Regions from separate parts of the Macaca mulatta genome. Here region 2 is linked to region 1. A link is a contact called in public Hi-C data. All regions are on one chromosome and are shown on one strand. Each heading gives the region's core, a stretch centred on a gene start, on an enhancer-like site or on the middle of the called end of the contact. The rest is flanking DNA. Distances are from core to core; before and after follow the strand shown. Region 1 holds the start of TIMM8A (translocase of inner mitochondrial membrane 8A). Region 2 holds the start of GLA (galactosidase alpha).

Region 1 (6,167 bases), core at 2,332-4,831:
GCCCATCTCTACTAAAAGTACAAAAATTAGTCCCCCACTGCACTCCAGCCTGGGTGACAGAGCGAGACTCCGTCTCAAAAAAAAAAAAAAAAATTTCCTTGTAGTACCTTTATGGGGAAAATCTAACAGGAACTTGAAGCTTTTAGAGATGTTCATTTCCCCAGATTTCATGGATTTGCACTAGAGGCTCCCAACAAGTAGGTCCATTTTAGGTCTATACTCTAGTCTACAAGGATTTGAAATAATAAGAGGAGAATCCAGTCAATACAACCTCTACTGTACTCAGGGACTTGACTGCCAGCACAGAACTGCTTCCCTTCCCATGTTATCTCAAGGTTCTCTTTTCTCTCAAAAAGGTCAGGAACCCCTGGAATACTGTGCTGTACCTTACACAGAGCAGGTACCCAGACTGACTGACTATATTTTAGCCTTGGAATCAATCAGCCCATGCTAAATCTCTCCGGGTTGCAGATAATAACTGCAATAGAATGCCTTCTCAATCACAGAGTTGAATCTTATATAGCTTTTATTTCAGTGATCAAAAAAATGCAATAAATGGAATCTACACTAATTAACATTAGGCATGCACCTCTACCTGAAACTGCTGTTAGCTTCTGATTGGCCTAAATCTTTATAACTTATTTAGGCACATCACTGAATTTTTTGTACCCTGATATACAGGGTAAGTTAACTTCTTCCTTGTGGCAGTCTAGTAATAAGAATTATGTTCACTGGCTAGATTCCTTTATAAGTAAAGGCCTCTAGACTCTTAGGCTACCTATCCTACCTTGAGACTATACTTACTATGGATATTTAAGCAAATCATCATATAGGAAAGGGAGATCATCAAGAAAACTGAAGTGTACTGTATAAACACTCTTACAGATCTTTTTCTCCAACACTGATAATCAAACACTAGATAAGGACACCAAATTATCCTTCCCCCACTTCTGCCCTTTCTGATAAACACAAGGATCTTCCCTGAAATCAGAAATGACTCCACACAAATGAGAGATTTTTACGTATGTGGTCCCACTATCAAAATTATAGGAAGCAGTTAATGGGGCTTTGAGAAAAGCATAGTCCCATGTACAGTAATATGCATCTAAATAGAGTTTTCCATTCACCTGTCAATTATTTTCACAAGATTAGCATTAAAAAATACAAGCAAACATATGACCCTCAAGCTTCACACACAAAAAAATTGGTCTTTGTTCATTCTCAGATGACAGGATGTCCCAAGAGTAACAAAAGATGGGAGCCAATCCTCTCATAGCCGTTTCTTCAATCATCCCATCAACAGCTCTTCATTTCTTGAACTACCTTCCTTTTCCAAAGAGGTAATGCTGAGATCAGTCAGAAAGGCTTTCTGAGAAAACTGGCTTGGATTTCTGGGTCTGTTCCAGTCGATTCAAGATGAACTGGCTTGTATCAATGAAGCGCTCAACGCAGTTCACAAAACAGGCCTCAGCCCGACTGTCCAACTTTGGCCCAGGCTTGTCCATGCACTTCTCCTGCTCAGGACAAGATACAGAATCACAAAGGGAACTTGGGAAAAAAAAAAGACGGTTGGGGGCAGGGGTCCCTTTCTTGTTGCTTAGAGAAAAAAAACTACCTAAAAATAGTATTTGATATGTTAATAATAGTTCACATTTGGCAGCTGACCAAGTATATAGCAATGTTCTCTAGCCTTACATTAAATTCTTACAACAATCCTATGGAATAGATACTATTATAAATCCTTGTTTTACAAAGAGGGAAACTGCGGCACAGAGATACTTTGCCCAAAGTCACAGGGCCAGAAAATGGCAGAGCTGGGATATTCCAGAGCAAGAAAATGGCAAAATACAAGTGAAGTAACCTTTCGATGAATTTGGTTGTAACTCCACAATGCTGTTTGCACTAAATGCCTTTAAGTTAACTACAGAATAAAAGGGTGAAAGGATAAATCATTACAGCAAGATACCCTAAAACTTACCAAAGAAGAAAAAAATCTATGACTTGAGATTCTATAACCTTGTCTACTTAAGCTAGAGATTCTTGAATCCTGTTACGATGAATGGAAAATTGTATGAATTTTCCTAAAGGGTTCATAGCTTACAGGTTTTTTTCCTTTCTTTCTTTTTTTTTTTTTTTTCTTTTTTGAAACAGAGTCTGGCTCTGTCACCCAGGCTGGAGTGCAGTGGCATGATCTCACTGTAACCTCCGCCAGGTTCAAGCCATTCTCGTGCCTCAGCTTCCTGAGTAGCTAGGATTACAGGCGGGTGCCACCCCGCCCAACTAATTTTTTCTATTTTTAGTAGAGACAGGGCTTTGCCATGTTGCCCAGACTGGTCTCGAACTCCTGACTTCGAATGATCCACCCACCTCCCAAAGTGCTGGCATGAGCCACCACGCCTGGCACCTTACAGATTCTTGCAATAGTACTTAACCACACGCCCTCCTGTCCCCAAAGTAACCAATCACAGATATTTTTTAAAAAGAATCAAAAGTACTCTGGTCCAAGGCAGACCAGAGTTAAGTAAGCATCTGGTAGGTGTCATAATCCGGCAATACCATAAGTTTATGGGAAAGGGCCTGTGGAAACCAATGACTGTATATAGTTCAAGTTAAGTGGTTCAAAAATTTCGTTCATTATTCTCTGCCATGTACACAAGCCTCAGACTCTCTAATTCCAAGGAAAATTATCCTTGGCCTCTGAATTCGGTGAATTGTGTACATTAAGGGAGAGCTGTCCTTGGCAAGCAGAACACGTTGTCAAGCTGCAAATGCCTTCCACCCTTTTGCCAAAGTCCCCTCACAGGGCAGGCTCAATTCCTTAACCTTCAGACCCGAAACGGCTTGGTATTACACAACAATCCAACAAGAAAGCAAATAAGTATGTACGTTGGAAAAGATTACACCACTTTTATAGTTAGTGGGCTGGAGCCACTCATTTCTCAGCGGAGAGGGTTAGAACTAGGTAATGAAGGTAAATCCCGAGAAGTCCAGGAATAGCAGATTCACTGATTCACTGACTCTCTGGGATTCGGGCTGCCAAAAATAAAATCCCAGTACTGGGGACTCCAATCAGTCTTGGTGACCAGCACTAGGCAGCTTCAACCTCGGGTGCCTGAAAGTGCTGGGTGTCCAGTGGCATAAGTCTTCTTTGATACCCAGTCCTCTGCACCAACAAAGCCGAGGTCCGGAATGACAGTCCCCAGAGAACCGGAGTCACCCTTCTCCCATCCGCCTAGGCCACAGGAACCTGAGAAAATCAAGGGGTGCTGCCAGGTGCCCACCCCCTCCCCGAATCCCCGACGTTGTCGCGAGTCCCGCGGTACAAGGACAGAGGGAAAGTAGGTACACTGTTCAGGTCCCAGCCCCAGGCTCCTCACCCAACAAAGTTCAGTCATCTGGTGCACCAGCTGCTGGAAGCGCTGCTTTTGAGTTTCTACCTCGATGAAATGCTGCAACTGCGGGTCCACTGCACCCAAACCCGCCGCGGAGGAAGAAGAGGAGGAATCCATCCCAGGGCGACCAGGCTTGCAGAGACGAACTCCTTACCAACTCGCCGACCTTCACGTGTCTCCGCGACGGAACCGGAACCACAGCTCGCCGCCTCTGGGACCGCCCCCGTGAGTGCACTGCGTCGGCGCAAGGCAGGCGCCCAACTCCACCCCGCCGCCTCACAAGCCTTGGCGCGGGTGCTTAGTTCCCGGAGTCGGCGGGTCCCACTCCTGGAGCCCGCAATCCCGTAACCCCGCAACCCTCTGGTTGCGCCCAGCCTTGCGCCTTGAGATCGCAGGGCTTAATAAACCCAGAGCCGAGGTGCCGTTGAGATGTTATTCCAAAAAGAAAACAAAGGAGAAAAGGAATTTACTTCAGACCACGTGGTCCATTCCGTGCTGGCCCAACAGCTCCGCCCCTGTCCATTTCCAAATTGGCCCGCGTTTTCTGAGCTAACAGAGTTGTGCGCTGACCGAACAGCTGGGTCGGTTATTTGGCTATCCTGGGCCACTGGCTTTCGTTTTTTGATGAAGTTTTCCTCTCCCGACGTAGGGAAATGAGACTCTGGCAGTTTGTGCCCAACTTTCAGATTCATTCAAATAACATTGCATGCCTGCTGTAACAGGCATTGTTTTGGCATAATGCATCTCTGATTCAGAGGCAGGAGTTAACAAGAGGGCTTAAACCCGGAGGATCCTGTCGAGTTCTCAGTGTAGGAATATGCCAAACTAATGCCACACAGCAGCTTTCTGGAATACTGAGATAGGGTGCTTCAGGGAGGCTGCATGATTAATAGAGATACCAAAGACTTTCAAGCTTTCTAGTAATTTTATTTTATCAAAACACCCTCCCCTCCCATCTTTATGACACCATTTCATTCTTGCCAAATTCTGCCCACCCACCCCCATACCCCCAAGCTCTACCAAATGCCTACTCAAAGAGCTGTTGGACCCCTTTGCGACTATTTACATCTTCCCTCCTAAAAAATGTTTTCATCGCAAATTCAGTCTGTCTTAATTCTCTCGGGAAATTTCAGGCACAATAATTTCTTGGCCTTTGCTCAGAAGCCACTGTCCCAGGGAATCAAAGAAGAGGGGCATTCCCAGATGTAGAGAGGGGCCTTTTTGCATTCAGTGGGAGCACAAAGGCTCCAGGGCTCCTAAGCTTGGGATTTCCTCTGAGAAAGTTAAATTGGGGCTTGTGGAGAAGAGAAGTAGAACCAAGAAGCTTATTGGCGAGCTCAGGATTCTTCATCCATGACATCTAGAATATTGCTCAGAAGAATTTTGAAAGTGGGACGTTCATCTGCTTTCTAAAACCAAAGAAAAAGTAAAGTGAGAGTGGCTAGAATCCAGAATTCAAGGGAAATGCAATGAGTAAGCAGCAAATGTTTATTAAATACATGCTGTATGCCCAGTAGCATGCCCTGTCGATCACAAAAGGAAAAAAAAAAAAAAGAAAAGAAATAGCAGCTGTCCATAAAGTATTTGTGCACTTTTCATCTTTAGTAACTCAGGTTATTAGTGTGATAAGAACAATTTGCAAATTAAACTGACAATCACATTGATCAAAATTGAGGGCAAGTTCATTATGTAACTGTACACAACACATTCTTATTTTGGATCCTCAAGTGAAAAATGGCTACCAAAAAAGTTCAAGTGGTTGGCAGAACAGAAATCTCATGTGATAATTTTTAATTTTTAGTGATTAATATTTCAAAACCAGGCCGGGCGCGGGGGCTCACGCCTGTAATCCCAGCACTTTGGGAGGCAGAGGTGGGTGGATCACGAGGTCAGGAGTTCAAGACCAGCCTGACCAACATGATGAAACCCCGTCTCTACTAAAAATACAAAAATTAGCCAGGCATGGTGGTGCACGCCTGTAATCCCAGCTACTTGGGAGGCTAAGGCATGAGAATCACTTGAACCTGGGAGACGGAGGTTGCAGTGAGCTGAGATCAGGCCTCTGAACTCCAGCCTGGGCGATAGAACAAGACCCTGTCTCAAAAAAAAAAAAAAAAAAATTCAAAACCACAGGCCGTATCACTGAGCAGGGATTCTGAGTACCTGAGACCTTGTGTTACCACTGTCTGGTAACAAAACGACTAAGGGTTTTTTGTTTTGTTTTGTTTTTGTTATCACTCTCTGGTAACACAAAGACTAAGGGTCTTTTTTTTTTTTTTTTTTTTTTTGATAGAGTCTCACCCTGTTGTCCAGGCTGCAGTGCAGTGGTGCGAGCTCAGCTCATTGCCACCTCCCGGGTTCAAGCGATTCTCCTGCCTCAGCCTCCCAGGTAGCTGAGATTACAGGCGCACGCCACCATGCCTGGCTAAGTTTTGTGTTTTTAGTAGAGACGGGGTTTCACCATGTTGGCCAGGCTGGTCTTGAACTCCTGACCTCAGGTGATTCGCCTGCCTCAGCCTCCCAAAGTGTTGGGATTACAGGCGTGAGCCACCGCGCCCAGCCTAAGACTAGGTTCTTTTTGATGGCCATAGCCCATAAGCCCCCAAGGTATTTAGTATTTAGTGGTTTAGGGAACATTCATGCCAGAATGCTCTCAATCTGTCAGAACCAATGGTCATCAATTTCTTGATTCCTTAATTCAGTGATTCTTAAACTTAGCTGAGTATCAGAATTTCCTGGGAAGTTTAAAAAGAGATTTCTGAGTTCCACTCCAGG
Region 2 (6,167 bases), core at 2,361-4,860, 60 kb after region 1:
GCAAGCTTCTGTACAGAAGTGCTTACAGTCCTCCGAATGAAAAAGAACATTATCTATAAACTCACATAATTAGCTAGCTGGCGAATCCCATGAGGAAAGCGCTGAGGGTCTGCCTGAAGTCTGCCTTCTAAATCTCTTTGGGGAGCCATCCAACAGTCATCAATGCAGAGGTACTCATAACCTGCATCCTTCCAGCCATCTGAGACCATGAGCTCTGCCATCTCCATGAAGAGCTTCTCACTGAAAGAGAAATTCCAATAATCATTACAATTCATTAAGTGAACACTTAGGTACCTATTAGGCACCTTGGAATTTCACAATTTTTTCCAATCCAGTAATACTGTGGTAGTAATCACAAGCAATGTAAGGTAAAATGAATTGTTTTTCCAGATTTTCTTTTGTCTCTCTTATCCCCTTAATACTTCTGCCCTAAAAACCCCAAATAAAATAGGAATGAGAAATATATGATGAAATTGAAAAGATTATTAGATCTAAGAAGACAGTTCAGTAAAGTAAGAAACTACAAAGTTAACATAATCAACAGATATCAACAATAATCCTATTTGGAGAAAAAGATCCCATTCACAAGAACAACTGAACAACCTAAAATGCCTACAGATAAATTTAAGATATGTGCAAGGCCCATATGTTAAAACTATGATGCTTCTAAATGATTTGAATAAATAGACAAATATTATTTTGCTCTTGGATAAGCATACTCAATATTAAAAATAAGTTAATTCTCCCTGCAATCCTTTACATATTTAACAAAATCCATAACAAAGCCCAAAAGTACTTAGGTTTCTTTTTTATCTTTTTTTTTTGAGATGGAGTCTCCCTCTATCGCCCAGGCTGGAGTGCAGTGGCGCCATCTTGGCTCACTGCAACTTCTGCCTCCCAGGTTCCAGCGATTCTTCTGCCTCAGCCTCCCCAGTAGCTGAGATTACAGGCATGAGACACCACACCTGGCTAATTTTTGTATTTTTAGTAGAGACAGGGTTTTGCCATTTTGGCTAGGCTAGTCTTGAACTCCTGGCCTCAAGTGATCCACCTGCCTCGGACCCCCAAAATGCTGGGATTATAGGTGTGGGCCACCTGCCCAGCTTCCGAAAGGGCTTTTTAAGGAACTTGGCACAACATCACAAAAAGTTCACCTAAAAGATTACATACATGCACATTAATTAAAAGATAAAGGAAGGCTGGGCACAGTGGCTTACGCCTATAATAACAGTACTTTGGGAGGCCGAGATGGGCACATCACTTGAGGCCAGGAGTTCGAGACCAGCTTGGGCAACATGGTGAAACTACCTCTCTACTAAAAATACAAAAATTAGCTGGTTGTGGTGGCGTGCCTGTAATCCTAGCCACTCGGGAGGCTAAGACAGGAGAATTGCTTAAATCCGGGAGGTGGAGTTTGCACTGAACAGAGATCACGCCACTGCACTCCAACCTGGGTGACAGAGTGAAACTCCCTCTCAAAAAAAAAAAAACAAAAAACAACAAACAAACAAACAAAAAAAACTAAGGCCGGGTGCAGTGGCTCACGCCTATAATCCCAGCACTAGCACTTTGGGAGGCTGAGGTGGGCGGATCACGAGGTCAGGAGATGGAGACCATCCTGGCTAACATGGTGAAACCACATCTGTACTAAAAAATACAAAAAAAAAAAAAAAAAAAAAAAAAAAAAATGAGCCAGGTGTGGTGGCGGGCGCCTGTAGTCCCAGCTACTCGGGAGGCTGAGGCAGGAGAATGGTGTGAGCGAGACTCCATCTCAAAAAAAAAAAAAAAAGTGTAATTTACCCAATGTCACAGGGTTAAGTAACAATGAGGCAGAATTTGAGCCCAGGCTGGGTGCCAGGGTCTTGTCATTAGCCAAACATGACATAAACATGATCCATTTTTTTATGGAATATAATGAAAAAAAGAAATCTATGTTTTCATTTATATAGAAAACAATTGCAAGGTTGTATATTAACATTTTAATCATGATTATTTCCGGGTGGTGGAATGGTGGGGGGAAATCTTTATTTTCATTTTGCTCTTCTTTATCTACATTTTTTGCAATGATCATGCATTAGTTTTCTAATCAGATGCAAATACCACTAAAAAAAAAACCCGTGACGGGCAAAATTGCCACACATACTGTACCACAGGGTCACATGAAACTTAGAAGGCCAATTTCTTCTGTGAGGTCTGACCAACATCCTGACTTTATCTGTAAAGATATTCATAGGAATAACTTATGAACACAGAAATGTACTGTGACTGCCACCTTTTTACCAATATCTATCAGTGATTCCTAACCTTTTTAAAGTCACAGAGCCCTTTGAGAATCTGAAGAAAGTAAATATCCTCTCTCCAGAAAAATACACATATTCATTCAGATTTGTAGGTTTACATTCATTTTCCCATCGATTCCAGGTTAGGGAACATTTGCTCTGTACGCGCAATTGAATGGTCAAGCGCTGTGCTATGTACTTTAAATAGGTTATCTCCTTGAAAGTTCACCTGTGTGAGATAAGAACTATTTTTCAGATCTTTTTTGTCAGCTCCCTGAAATTAAAAGGTTGTAATCCCAATTTACAGATAAGGATTGTGAGGGTCAGACACGTTCAATACCTATCTAATTCAGCCTCAACCCTCACCCAAACGTGTAAATGTATAAAGTTCCTCCATGTCAACCTTCCAGCCTGATGCCACGCTCATAGGCGAGGTGGGAGAGATCTCAGCGACCTTAGGGTCTCTCTAACTCTCTCGAGATACTGCCGAGAAATCCACGACCCCAAAAGGAGAAAAAATGGCACGAATCTTAGTCCCCGATCCCTCCTACCCATCCTAGATGTTCTCACGGTTAGCATCCGGCAGAGGAAGAACAAACGTTCACAAGAAGGGTCTGAATAGAACCGGGCAGGGCTACTTTGGGCACACTGCCTATGGGGTGGCCCTGCTCTGCAAGGAGCAGTGAAAAAGGAGAACCGGGCAGGGAGAGAGAGATAGAGAGAGGAGAGAAGAGGAAGAGAAAGAGAAAGAGAAGGCGGGGGGGGGGGGGGGGAGGAGAGAGAGAGAGAGAGAGAGAGAGAGAGAGAGAGAGAGAAACAAACAGGGGCTGCTGGCCGGACCCCCATCCCATCACACAGAGAAAGTTTAGGGCTAGTCCCGATTCGAGACAGTTTGCTGGGGATAAAAAAGCAGCGCAGAGTCGGGTCGGGGAGCGCTCCCTCGGGCTCAACTGTTCCTGTTGAGACCCTCCAGTTCCCCAAACACACCCAAACACATGGAAAAGCAAAGGGAAGGGAGTACCCAATATCTGATACCTGATGCAGGAATCTGGCTCTTCCTGGCAGTCAAGGTTGCACATGAAGCGCTCCCAGTGCAGCCAGCCCATGGTAGGCGTCCTGGCCAATCCATTGTCCAGTGCTCTGGCCCCAGGGATGTCCCAGGAAACGAGGGCCAGGAAGAGAAGCGCAAGCGCGCAGCCCAGATGCATTTCTGGGTTCCTCAGCTGCATTGTCACAGTGATCAGACAGCATAGATTTCCGCGGGTAACCTAGGCTTTTAAGTTTAACCTCAGGGGAGGACCAATCACCAATTACTTATTAAATAATGACGTTACTGTTTCTCCGGCAACTGGGACGGTTATCCCCAGAGGTAGACCAATAATCAGTCACGTAAGACGTTCCGCTAACCAATCACCCTCTTTCTTTCTTGATATTGACCCGCCCTATTTCCATACCAGAAGGAAGTGCGGCACCTTAGTGATCCCGAGTTTAAGCCGAGAGTTGCTCACGTGACCGAGATCTCACATGACGTAGGCGCTCACGTGATTACTCGCTTACGTGAGCAGAAGTAGTTCTGGTCGTCGTCTACCGTCTCGCTATAGCCGTTTGAGGGAAGAAGGAGGAAAATTACCCGGTATCGTTAGAGGTTGGTGTGTGGGTGGGAACTGGGGACCCAGGGGTGGTGATGATGAAGACCAAAGCGGGGTTCGGGGGCCGCCTCCGCCTCTTTCGTTCTCTGCTTTCCCCTCCCCCCTCGCGCTCTCTTCCCTCCTCCCCCCCATCTCAGTGCCGGGAAGCCGCCTGTGCTGCGCCTGGTGGGGAAATGGTGGACGCTCATGACTGTGTATGTGTTTTTGTATATCTGTCTGTCTGGGCCGGTCTCGGGGGACCCCTAAGGGTGACCGTAAGGCGAAAAAGGTTTGAAAACCACAGCCCTGAGTTAAGAAAAACAGATACTGAAAATAGTGGTCTGAGTGCTGGTCTATCTCTTCAGGCACTCAGTCTCCACTGCCTGATTGTCTGTAGGGGGAGGCCCCAAGTGAATTTTATCTGTAGAGTCACATCTAGGCAAATGCGTGCTTGACAAAGGCGCCCAATAAATTACTTTACTGAATTGAGTATTCGAATAATGTTTATTTTTCTGCTGATAACAACAATCTACATACTCAATTTCGAACATTTGAAAAATAACAATGTAGTATAAAATTTAAAAATACACGTAATTCACCACCCAGAGACGACTACTCAACCTTATCTCGTTACAGTTTTTAAAAAAATGTGTGTAACACGCATATAAATACACAAATTCTTAACTCACAAAGAGTCCTGGTTCCCACTTGAGCCAGCAGTCCTGATGGCCTTCCCAGGAGACGCAGTAATGAAGTAGAACCTCTCTGCCCCTACAGAAGGGCTCTTAAGGGATAGAGTGGTGCAGGGAATTAAATGGGACGGGTTATCCCAGGGATAAGGCAAGCCAAAAAAAAAAAAAAAAAAAAAAAAAAATTGTACAAAATGTAATAAAAAACAGCCTGTAAATCTGTCACTGAGACCTTAGGATGGTTAATAGGAAAACTGTTATCACTGCAGATGCAGTCTGCTAGGCACTTAATATGCAATCAGTAAATGTTAAATCGTTTCCTCAGTGTAGTTTTATGGCCGTTATTACACTTTGTACTTTGTTTCCAAGAGGCCCAATGCTCACAGACCATATCAGATAACCATCCACATTCAAAATTGGACAATTTTATAAAATTTCCTATACCAAATCCCAGAAATGCAAACATTTTAATTTGTTTTATGTTGCTTTTTTGCTGAAGTAAAAGTAATTATTTCTGTAGAAATTTAAGACTGCATAAAAAAATTGGAAAAATAACATGGAAAATCCATTAACCTACCACTCAGAGTAACCACTAATATGTTCTTTCTAACTTAAAAAAAATCCCAGTACAGCAAATTTAAAGAATTAAAACTGTATAGAAGTATATAGGGTAAAAAGCGAAAAGCCCACTTCACTCCCCCTACCCTTCAGTTCTCTCAAAAACAAGTTTGCTTCCAGATCTTCTTTTATTTATTTACATACGTATATACATGCATGCTAATCTTTTACTATAAGTAGGATCATACTATGTATGTTCTTTCATTTAGTGTATTTTGGAGATCTTTCTGGGTCAAGGCAGATAGATTTTTTTTTAAATGGCTGCATTGCATTCCATTTTAAGGATAAGGTATAATTCATTCAGCCATTCCTCTAATGATGGCTATTTAGCTTTCCAATGTTCTGCCTTTACTAACAGTGCTGCAAGGAACATTCCTAAGTATTTCTGTTGACTAGATTCCTGGAAGGATTCTAGCAGTGTCAAAGGGTATGGGAATATGTATTTTGTACATAGTTGAGATTGTAAAGCAGCTGTGCTCTTGGGTCACTTATAATTATAGCATAAGTAATTTCTCATGTTATTAAATATTTTTGTAACTTTTAAAATTAAATGCATAATATTCCAGTTTTCTTAATAAAGTACTTTTCAAAGAATATATAGCTCCATAAATCTTTGTCTGAATTTCAGATCATCTCCTTAGGGCACATAACTGAAATGTATTTGCTGTCAAAAGGCGTGATACATATTATCAAATTGCTTTCAGGATATAGTGGGATTTATCAAAAAGGAAATAGTTTATATCAATTACCACTCCTCTAGTAGTGTATTATTAGTTTGTGAACTCTGCATAGCACTGATTTACTGTCACCGTTTAATTTCCATAATCTTGATGGGTGAAAAATAATGATTAGTTCTGGTTTTAACTTACTGGAAGATTGATTAAATTTGAACATTTCCCAGATTGCTCTCCTGTATCCTCCTATACCTGTATTCTCTCATACTTAATCTGTTA

The links. A called contact is a pair of places that touch in the nucleus more often than the background predicts.
Region 2: a Hi-C map of CD4 T cells shows a contact between it and region 1, with 6 times the contacts expected there. The contact joins the promoter of GLA here to the promoter of TIMM8A in region 1. A contact is called at or near these places in 2 of 14 Hi-C or Micro-C datasets (CD4 T cells and liver).

The regions. Positions count from the first base shown.
Region 1 is chrX:108,235,520-108,241,686 of T2T-MMU8v2.0, forward strand. It overlaps TIMM8A (translocase of inner mitochondrial membrane 8A), which reads right to left and starts at 3,582. Exons shown (of 2, transcript NM_001265859.1): 1 at 3,378-3,582; 2 at 1,031-1,514. The coding sequence starts at 3,509. The coding sequence ends at 1,353. BTK (Bruton tyrosine kinase) reads right to left here. Exons shown (of 20, transcript XM_077989185.1): 20 at 4,299-4,801. The coding sequence ends at 4,730. It overlaps TAF7L (TATA-box binding protein associated factor 7 like), which reads right to left and starts at 1,514. Exons shown (of 15, transcript XM_001092487.5): 1 at 1,128-1,514.
Region 2 is chrX:108,295,523-108,301,689 of T2T-MMU8v2.0, forward strand. It overlaps GLA (galactosidase alpha), which reads right to left and starts at 3,611. Exons shown (of 9, transcript XM_077989197.1): 1 at 3,315-3,611; 2 at 66-240. The coding sequence starts at 3,508. HNRNPH2 (heterogeneous nuclear ribonucleoprotein H2) reads left to right here and starts at 3,821. Exons shown (of 2, transcript NM_001193993.2): 1 at 3,821-3,928.